Regions from separate parts of the Lactuca sativa genome. Here region 1 is linked to region 2. A link is a contact called in public Hi-C data. All regions are on one chromosome and are shown on one strand. The core of a region is the stretch at or near the end of the contact, and the rest is flanking DNA. Distances in the headings are between cores, read along the strand shown.

Region 1 (5,188 bases), core at 810-3,309, 180 kb after region 2:
CTCATAAGACTTAAAAGACCTTGTATTTTGTGCTTTTTCCGGATTAAACCTCAACTTTATTTTTTTTTCCTGAAAAAGACCTTGTATTTTTTCACTTTTTCCGATCTGGCCCTTTTAGTCATTAAAAAAATTGTAAAATGTGAGGGGTTTTTCGAGAAAAACTAAAAAAGTTGAGGGTTTATTTGGAAGCATTTCGAAAGTTGAGGGTTTTTTTCAAAAAAAAAAAAAGAAAGACAAATTTTATGGTTTTTTCGGAAAAAACGAAAAAATACACGCGAAAAATAAAGTTGAGGTTTAATCAAGAAAAAGAACACAAAATATAAGGTCTTTTATGAGATTAACCCTTAAAAATAAATAAGATTGTAAAGAATATTTGGTTTTTACAATTGAATTTCATTTCATTTCATGTCAACCAAACACATGGAAGATTATAATTCCTTCATATTCCAATTCCTTTGTCAGATTCCATTCCTTCCATTTGTTAAATGATCATGGATTCCAGAGATAACTTACCCACAATGAATCTTCATCGACTCTTTAACATCATAAGATTCAAGCCTCTGCTTTAAAGAAGGATACCCACCAAAAACCGAGCCTCCAAACTCACTTTTAGTTGAATTCTCTTCATGAATGTAAGTCAGATTTTGGAGAATAGGAGAAAATGAAGGCGCTTTTGGCATCAATTTAATTGCTTCTTCCACAGGAAGATAACACACAGGACATGCTGAAACATAGAAAAGTGTCAAAACAGAAAGAAAAAGTGGATGAATATTTTAAGGGATTTAAAATTATAAAGGAAAAAAAAAAGAAATTTATGAACTTACGACGTGGCCCAATTCTTTTTTTATCAGCTGGTGGTGGAGGCAATGTAAAGGTCTCACAAGGGTTCCCAGGAAGAAGGGTATATCCGGTATTATAAATAGGAGGTGGAGGAGATTGACTTGTAATTTTTTTATCATTATAAATGGTAATCTTTATTTCATCATTAGGTGAAGAATGTCCAGAAAATCCTACAGTTGAAATGTTTATGAACCCTAAGCTCCTCACAGAGCCAAATTCTTGTGTAACCTCACCTGAAAACAACCAAAAGAATGAAGAATATTCATTTTAGGGCACAAGTTGTTTATACTATAAAAACTAATTCAAAAGTATAGCAGCATTTAATGGTTGAATTCGATGATCATGATAACAATAGTGCTTTGCTTATGAAGCCAAGTGGATTGATATTGTCTAATTACATATTCACATTTAATAAGCGAGTTTTGGCATAGTTTTGAAGAGGATAAATTTAAGTTCCTAAAACCTAACACTTTCCAAATCCAGAATTCGGAAATAGATTTCGTTGTTTAATACCTTTGTTTATAGATCTAAGTCGATACTATTTCAAAAGGAATAGAATAATTTCAACAGAAATTCAACTGGTTTAACACTCGAAAGGCTAGTGTGTAAGAGCCATAATTGATTGATTTTAGAGAAACGAAGAACAAACCCTTGCCGACATAAAGTATCCACAACACGACTGCTATTGAAACAAAACACAGGAGCAGCATTCCAAGCTTCTTTCGAGCTGCGAATTTGAAGATCCACATGAACATCTCATCCTTCTCTTTACCGATAAACATAATTTGAGGTCTTCCTGTAAGTAACCGGTGGCGTTGATTGATCAAATTCTGTTGTTAATGGAGATTGTAATGACACATTACTTGATCGTCTTAGAGATCCAATGACCCATTACTCGTTATCATGTTTCCTTCAAGATTTGAAATTCCCTCTCATCTCATTGTCCTAGTTCTTCTAGTTGATTAAAAGTGTAGAGAAATTATTGAGTAAACCAAGTAGACGATTAGTCCCAGTTTTCCCTGTTCTAAAAAATCCGAAACCTGATTAGCAGCCCCAAACCATCTTCTTCTGCAGCAGATCTAGAGATTCTTGCGTATTTGACTATTTCAAATCTTGTCAAAAACTGTTTGGATCGTGGAAATCTGAATTGGGGATTCTGTGGGATTTATCAGAGCATTCTCAACTTCAATGTTAACCCCTTGTGAGTTGTGACTTATGAGTAGGTAATAGTTACAAATATTCTAAATTATCCACTTAAATTTTAAGAGAAAATATAAAAATACCCCAAAATCCTTGGTATGACCAGTTGACCACGTTAAATTGGCAGCAAATGTAATCAATTTTATGGGTAGGTTAAAAACAGATCCTATCTTACAATATAAACACCCTTATTAATTTTTTAAATATATTTATTATCTGAAATTGTATTTTTTTCGGAAAGATTGATTATAAATAGTTAACTACTAGGTTACCACCGTGGAAACCACGGGTAAAAAGTTTAAAAACAAATTTATATTATTAATAAGAGTCAAGTTTTTTGGCATTATTTGTATTGATTATTTAAAATTAATATTAATATAAATTTGTAAAAAAGTATATAAAATTACACAATCTAAAGAAAATTCCAACTTTTTCCTATATTATAGCAAAAAATCATAAAAGTCAATGTACTTTAGATAATAGTAACAATAACCATTTGCATAAATTATAGCAATGTACTTTTAAAGTAGAGACAACCAATTGAACATCATATGTAAAATCTTACCTTGGTAGCAGGTTCCAAATGGATACTTTTACTTTTAGAGTTTACAATAGGGTATGCAGCAAAATCATATCACATCAAAGTCAAGAAATTAAATTCTAATGCAATTTAGAACCAAAAGGTTATTATGGTAATTTTTAGAAAATTTTACTCATTTGTAGGAATAGTTGATGTTTAACCAAAATATTTGTAAAAAGTAAAATGAAAGTACATTCATTAGTCAACTTCATCTTTCAGTTACACATAATAGAAATAAAAAAGTCATAATTAGATTATGCTACGAATTAATTTGGAAACTAAAACTAAATTATGGCATTGTACTTATAAAATACAATGCTTAAATAAGAATAGTGTGAAACTAATACACTGGAGAAATAGATATGTTCATATACAAGATAGGGTTCACAGTACACTGTAGGAAACTCATATCACATTAAAGTAAGGAAATGTTACTATAATGCAATTTACAGCCAAAAGGGTATTATAGTAAATTTTCAGAAAAATTTACTCACTTGCAAGGATAGTTCCTGCTTAACTTATATTGATACTTCAAAGGCATAATATTAATTAATGATTTTCAAACATCTATTCATTTACAAATTTAGATGATTTGTTTGTAACAAAATGATGGCAATATGAAATTCTAAGATGGACAGTTCATTGTGCACACACATCTACCAAACACACACATTCACACAGATAGTAAACGAAATTTTTAAAAATTCTAAGATGAAAAGTATCTATGTTTAGGTTAAGGGGGCATCAGCAAAAACAAAGGGAATTCGAGATCAGCAGCTAAAAAAAACAACAACAACAAACAAAGGGGAAAATAAAGGCAAGATTTGTGATACCTTGAATGAAGCTGTTGTTTCTAGTCTAGATAGCACAAAAAATAAAACACAGCAGCACAAAAAAAAATCGACATCAACAAAAAAAAAGCCAGGATTTGTTGAGTTCTAATTGTATCATATACCAGAACAAAAAGGAGAAGAAGGAAGCTTCGACAGCAGCAAAAAAACCAATAGCAAGAAGGGAAAAACGAATGAAAGAACAATCAAAGTGCGCCGAGAATTATATGAATTTGAATAGAAATATATATGAAAGCGAAAACCAGTAGAAACTTATAAGCCAAATCACAATCATATAAAAACTGAGATGGATCGATCTACAGTTTATAAGTGAACAGTCCACAACCATAATCTTGCTGACACTTAACTGAAAAACATTACCATGACTGCAATTTATGGATTTTCAAAGTGGGAGTGAATTGCAGAAGCTTACAGATACACATTGAGAAGCAGGAGCGTACAGATACACATTGAGAAGCAAAATTGAGAAGCAGAAACTTACCGAATGATTGAAGTTTCTGAAGTGTCGATTACCGAAGGATTCAAAGTCGCTGATTGAATATGCGATAACTGAAGTGTCGATGATGCTTAATTGCTGGAAAGACGATGCTATAAAGAATGAAACATATTGTATGTATTGAGATAAATTGAGCATATCTAATTTCCATATTCAATTCAATTCGATATCATATGGATTTCATATTCAATTCGATAACCATCCATATATTCCATATTGAAAATTCAGAATTTCCATATTTCCATATCTAATTTCCGTTTCCATATTTCATGCATATCATTTAAAATCGTAGGTTTTCTCTGATATTTAAAAAATAAGGGTAGATCGTAGGTTTTCTCTGATATTTAAAAAATAAGGGTAGAATGGTAATTTTACATTTGACTAAAGATGCATTGAGAGGATTGACACGTATAATATGGTTTTGTTTATTAAGAATGGAGATACGTTAATTTTTATCATTTGTTTTTGACTAAACTGCACAAATGGTCATTGTGGTTTGCTCAAAATTACCACTTTAGTCCAAAAATATTTGAACTAACACCAGAGGTCCAAACTTTTCATTTTGTTGCGCGTTTGGTTCAATTTGCTATGAACTTTTTCATAATGACGAATTTGCCCTTGCTTTTTCCTTTTTCAGTTTTTTTTATTATTTAAATTTTTTTTCTGATTACAAGAAAAATAAAAAAGAAAATTTTCCTTTTTTATTTTATTTTTATAATTTTTTATAACAGAAAAAAATGCAAACTCTCTCTCTCTCTCTCTCTCTCTCTCTCTCTCTCTCTTTCTCGTTTCACACAAAAAGTTGCTCATCTTCTTCACCAGCAGCCACCACCACCGGCGATGGAGGCTTCCGACGAAGCGGGTTTCGATGTTTGAGGCTAGGGTTTCTGGTGCCATAGATCTGAGAAAGAGGCGAAGGGCGCATGACGAACTGAGAAGATAGATGAACTGAGTCGGGTTTGCCAGAAATCGAGAAATCAATTGCAAAATCTAAGATATCATTTTTCCGGCGAACAAGAAACCCTTCTAAGGACGACGTAGATCTGTCGGAAACCGGACTCAATCTCTCCCTCTTTCTATTTGCTTTTCGTCGGAACCATCATCGCCTTTGTCTTTTATCTTCTCATCTGATGACGCCTTCGATCTGTTCGTCATCGGCGATGACGATGATGTCTGTGGCTCGATAAAACTCTAGTTTCAGACGTCAGAACCATCAAACCG
Region 2 (5,526 bases), core at 722-3,221:
CTGATGTTTGCAATTAGAGTAAATTACACGAATGGTCCCTATGGTTTAGGGTAATTTGCGTGTTTGGTCCCTAACTGTTTGTTTTTGTTACGCGCTTGGTCCCTGTCTTACCTAAAAAGACTATTTTTCCCTTGATTTTTTAATCTATTTAGATAAACACACCCCCATCCCCAACCCCAACCCCACTCACCTTACCTTACCTTACCTACCTCACCAATTTTCCCTATTTAAATAATGTAGTGATTTTTTTAGGTAATACAGGGACCAAGCGCATAACAAAAACAAATAGTAGGGACATTCCGAGTTAAAAAAAATAAGTTAGGGACCAAGCACGCAAATTACCCCAAACCATAGGGACCATTCGTGTAATTTACTCTTGCAATTATGTTCCCAAGAATATTATAGTCAACTTACTTGGAATAGGGACCAAAAATGTTAAAAAAAAAAAAAAAAAAAAAAAAACTCATATAAGGACCAAAACTGCAAGAGAACACTTTTTGGGGATGGAAATTTTATAAATCAGCTTAACTCAGGGACCAAAAACGTAATAAAGATATATTTTAATAAAGAAAACCAATGGAGATTAACAAAAGAAAGAAGCAAAGCAAGAAACTGAGACTTACATTCCTCCCATGTATCACCATCAGCATTACACCCTTTCTTACAGAATACCCTCCCTGAAATATTCAGACACAGGACAGGTCCCAAAGGTTATTATGAAAAAGAATAACAAATTTATTTATATGTCAAAGGACAATGATCAAATTCAAAAATGATTTTATACGTATTCGGATCAAGACATCTATGAGGTGTTAATAATAGGTCAAAAATGTCCGATATGAAAAGTATGACAACAATGAATGGAAAATAGAATCCGTTATATATACGTATCTTTCTCAAATAAATAAGCACATGCTCAAAAAGTGAAATAAAAAGAAGAAAATCATGTTTTGAAGTGTTAATTACCACATGTGATGTCACTATTAGTATATTATCCAGAAGTATCTAAGCTTGTCTTATTACCAAATACACCAAAAATTTAGACTCAGTTGGATTTAGAGAAGATAATGACTATTATGTGTAAATTGTTTTCAGTAAAAATAACACTTATTTGGTAATAACTTGGTCAAACTTCAAAATTGTATATAATATCTCGAGGAAATGGTGTTGAAAACTTTGAATACAAAATTGTAAAGAAACCATAGAAATACTTGGCAAAATCTTTAATTTGTAATGTTAGTATTAATTTTTGTCCTCAGAGAAAACCCCATGTCAAGAATTAAGAATCATAAATGTCACAAAAATTGGCATATTAGTTCACATAGAATTACGCCCTTGTGAATAATAATAGGAACGAATTCAAGATGATGTGAACACTGATGGAAACAACAAACAAATGCAACATCTAATAAAGAAACTGGAAGCCAATATCATAAACACATCCAATGCATTCAGGGAAGATATGAATTCCAACAAAAAATTTCAAAATCGAACTTCATGTAAGATCCTAAGGAAAGAAATTTTTAACTGCGTCATAACCTATAACAAGTAACACATAAAAAAAATTACTATCAATTTCGCACAAAAATGAAAATGTAGCTGTTTTATGGAAAGAAGGGAGCACCGATTTCAATTCGTAATCCCCCGATTATATTGGGGTAAACAAACACTGTTACAAAGCAAATATAGCACCGATTAAACTAAATATACAATGTTGCAAACATAAATACACACAGAAACCATCAATTCATGGTGTTAATCCAGAAATGGTAACGCGAATCAAGAAATATACAGGGGGAAACAGAAAACCTACAAGGAATCTGCATCAACGCTGCGTATTTATTGGTGCATTGGTTTCCGCATGGAGGTGTCCATTGTTGAGGAATCATCTTTCTCTCTAGATTCTAGAATTTTGGTCTCCTTGGTTTCGAGAGGAAGACGATGGTGGTAAATACGAGGGAGAAATTTTTGGGGGAAAGAGGTGGAAGAACATTGTAAGCGCATGGGTATTTCCGTCATTTCAGTCTAAAAGATGACGTCATGTGTACCTTCGGTATTACGACCTGGACCAAACCCTTGGACAACGCATCGATCAGTTGTACCTTTTGCATACTCATTTGTATAGTTTTGTTACAAGTATAATGGGTCAAAATCGGCATCAAAAATGGACTTTAACTTGTCCATAAATGGACTTTAACTTTTCCAAGTTATTTCAAAATTGGCTTATTAAAATAATTATTTTTTGTTTGTTGAGTTTATACATACTAACATAAGTATTTTTTTTGTATAAATCTAATTAATAAATTTTTTGGAAATGTTCACATAAAACTCTTATGATAGATTGTGACATGTTACATCTTGTCATAATTGTTATATGTAAAATACTTTCATCAAATTCATTACCTAGATGTGTTAAAAAACGAAGTTATTCAAATATGAACAAAACGAAAAAGTAAATTCTCATCATAAGTCAATTTTTTTATTTCACCTTTTAATTTTGATTTGGTATAAAATTTAACCTAAATGATAAATATTTTGAAAACAACACCATTTTGTTAAATATCTTATTAAAATGCACTACTTTGTTTAAAAAAAACTACATTTGATAGAGAAAAAAAAACACATCGTCATTTTATAGAATTTATTGTTTAAGATATTAAATACAAAAATTAAAAGTACTAGAGATGGAGACCAATAACATGAAAAACATTATCTTCAATATAGTTTACTCAATGTATTATAGGAACTAGTGTAATACATGTTCGGTGAACGGGTCGAATGATAAATGAATTATAGTTTGTTGTTTATATAATCTCATTGTCTATACAATTTTGAAAACAAGAACCTTCTTAAATTTTAAATACATTCTCCACAAATAATAAACATAATGCTAAAAAACTTCCATCTCCTCTGACAGCTTTATCTCTCTTCCAATTCATTACCTAAAAAAAATGTTCCAACAAACATTATAATTAGTACATAATAGAGATGAAAATAACAACATACTTACCCTTGCAAAATAATAATTATAAAACATGATTTGGATCCGACCATTATAAAATCACAAGTCATGTCTAATCCTTCAACAAAGTTTAATGCCTACAGAAATTATAAAACCATAGAGATTCTAACTTTAAAAAAATCTTATAATACATTTTTACTATAATCATAAGAGGATTTACTTTTGTCTCTTATTATATGATTTTCGTGCCCATCCATGATTTGGTCAAATACTTAAATAGAAGCAAATCATTAGTCATTAGTATAAGTTAGTTATCTAAATTGAGCAATTTACCTTAATAGTCAATGACATCCAACACATTGAAAAACACGGTGAAAAGTTACAATTTAAAACAAATTTATAGATGGGATCGAAGAAGAAAATACCTACTTTTCCTCCACTACAAGTAAAGAAGGTTTTGGAGAAGCGGAATCTTCTACAAGCAATCAAAGCTTCATCATTTTAGCCTAGACAACAAATACCAAGTTAGTTCCACTAAAAAAGATAGTAAAATTAACATAATCATCATCATTAATTATTATTATTATTATTATTATTATTATTATTATTATTATTATTATTACTACATACTAAAAGGAATATTAGTTTTAAGATGACAGTAGTCGATATCACATGGGAATGAAGAATTTATAAAGATAGATGTTTAAAACAAATGTTATCATCTTCAAATTAAGTAAACCGGTAAGTTGACAAAAAAATTTGTACTTTTTGGTACTAAGCATATCCATGGTAGGGCCTCATGTGAGTAAATTTGAACAAAGTATATTGATTGTTATAATATATAATACACATACACTTAACAGTCAGAAAAAATGATTACTTATAAAAGAAAAAAGAAATGGTTATATTTGCATCTCTTGTATTTCGTATCCATTCCAGAAACCATAAGTCTGAATTACATCCAACCCTTAGCTTGCCTTCTATATAAAAACTGGCCATGGCCATCTGAATCATCAAATATATAAAAAAGCTTCAGAAAAAAGTATAATTGTTGAAGATAATTCTTCATGGAGAGATGAACACAATTACACCATTAAGACTATAAATTAAACTTTTCCGTTTTAGCAAACCCATAATCCATCATAAACCATTTAATACAAAGCAAAATCTAAAGGAATTAAAAAGAGAAAATAATCTCAATTCCTTCCCATTCGTAGAAAAATGAATTAAAGATGGTATACATAAAGATTCCCAAAATATAAAATCAAATAAACTTAAATATGAGTTTCGGGAACTGAATTAAGAAGAAAAATAAAGCAATCCAAACCTTTTTTTTCCTATGATTTTGGAAGTTTTTCTAACTTAAGTTTCTAGTTCTGTCTTCAATTCATTACTGCTCTTGATCCAGTTAATGTAATCCGTGCCCTTCGTAACCTTGTGTTTTCTTAATTTGTAAGATCAAACCAATCAAAAATAGATAGAAATTTGAAACACAGAATCTTAATATTTGCATATAAATCCTAAGGGACATAATTGCAAAATGGAACATATAACTGGATCAACAAACAACTACATATTCAAAGAAACCTACATGAGTTTGTTAGTGTTTTTTTGTTCTTCATCTTCCCGGTCTTACCCGTCACACCAGGTTCATCTATATCTAAAAAAAAACAAATTTTGAGTTTGGGAAAAAATGTGTAAAAGGGTTCAACTTATTGGTCTATGCTTTAATGTATTCAGTCTCCTTGAGTCCTGTAGAAATACATTGACCTAGTAAACATTGTAGTTTTTTTTAAAAGGTTATTTTTATAATTACAATCGCGTACACCATTAAAGCATTGATATACTTTTGTAAAGAAAACACGTCAAGAAATTACAAAAGTCATATTGCTAACTTAAAAAATTGTTCTAGACACTACTTAATGGGGTGAAAAGAAACATGTCCCAAATAACCTGTAGATGGAGGGCATAAGTTTAATCATTATGACTGAAGCAAGTAGCATTTTCAATTAAGAGCTTATACATCCATTAACCGATGACACCTGATCAAGCATAAGGCCATAAGAACTAAAGGAACACATCATAAAACACATTTAATAACAATGCACTCTTTTACGCATATATTAACATACTCTATTTTTTAATAACATGAAAAGAATTCAATAAGAAAGATAACAGAAAATATCACAATAGATAGAAAAATGGCAGCATGACCATGACTTATACTCTTGAAAGTTTCCATTGAAAGTCCTAGATTCCCTCAATTTCATTACATACTAAGTAACTTATATGGGCACAAGCATGCATTTTATACAAAATACGATCCACCCATATTACCTAACTTATTTCTACAAAACCCATGGAAATTGAGCTCTAACCAGAACATGGATTAGATTATTTTCATCACATTGAGGACAATTCCATAATAAATTTTGGGTGCTTTGCTTTTCTATACCTAAAAATAGGTTTTATTACCACTAAATATGTTTGATTACCATCTAGGTTATAACTCGTGTACTATACGTGATCATAACTTATAATAGCACAATAATACATAATAAGTG

The links. Hi-C and Micro-C count contacts between places; a contact is called where the count stands out from the background.
Region 1: a contact with region 2 is called in a Hi-C map of leaf, with 3 times the contacts expected there. The contact joins the promoter of LOC111905528 here to the promoter of LOC111905527 in region 2. A contact is called at or near these places in 2 of 4 Hi-C or Micro-C datasets (both in leaf).

What each region holds. Positions count from the first base shown.
Region 1 is chr1:232,414,799-232,419,986 of Lsat_Salinas_v11, forward strand. It overlaps LOC111905528 (probable hexosyltransferase MUCI70), which reads right to left and starts at 2,060. Exons shown (of 10, transcript XR_006184403.2): 1 at 1,490-2,060; 2 at 825-1,073; 3 at 514-724.
Region 2 is chr1:232,233,528-232,239,053 of Lsat_Salinas_v11, forward strand. It overlaps LOC111905527, which reads right to left and starts at 1,972. Exons shown (of 5, transcript XM_023901210.3): 1 at 1,814-1,972; 2 at 624-677. The coding sequence starts at 1,889.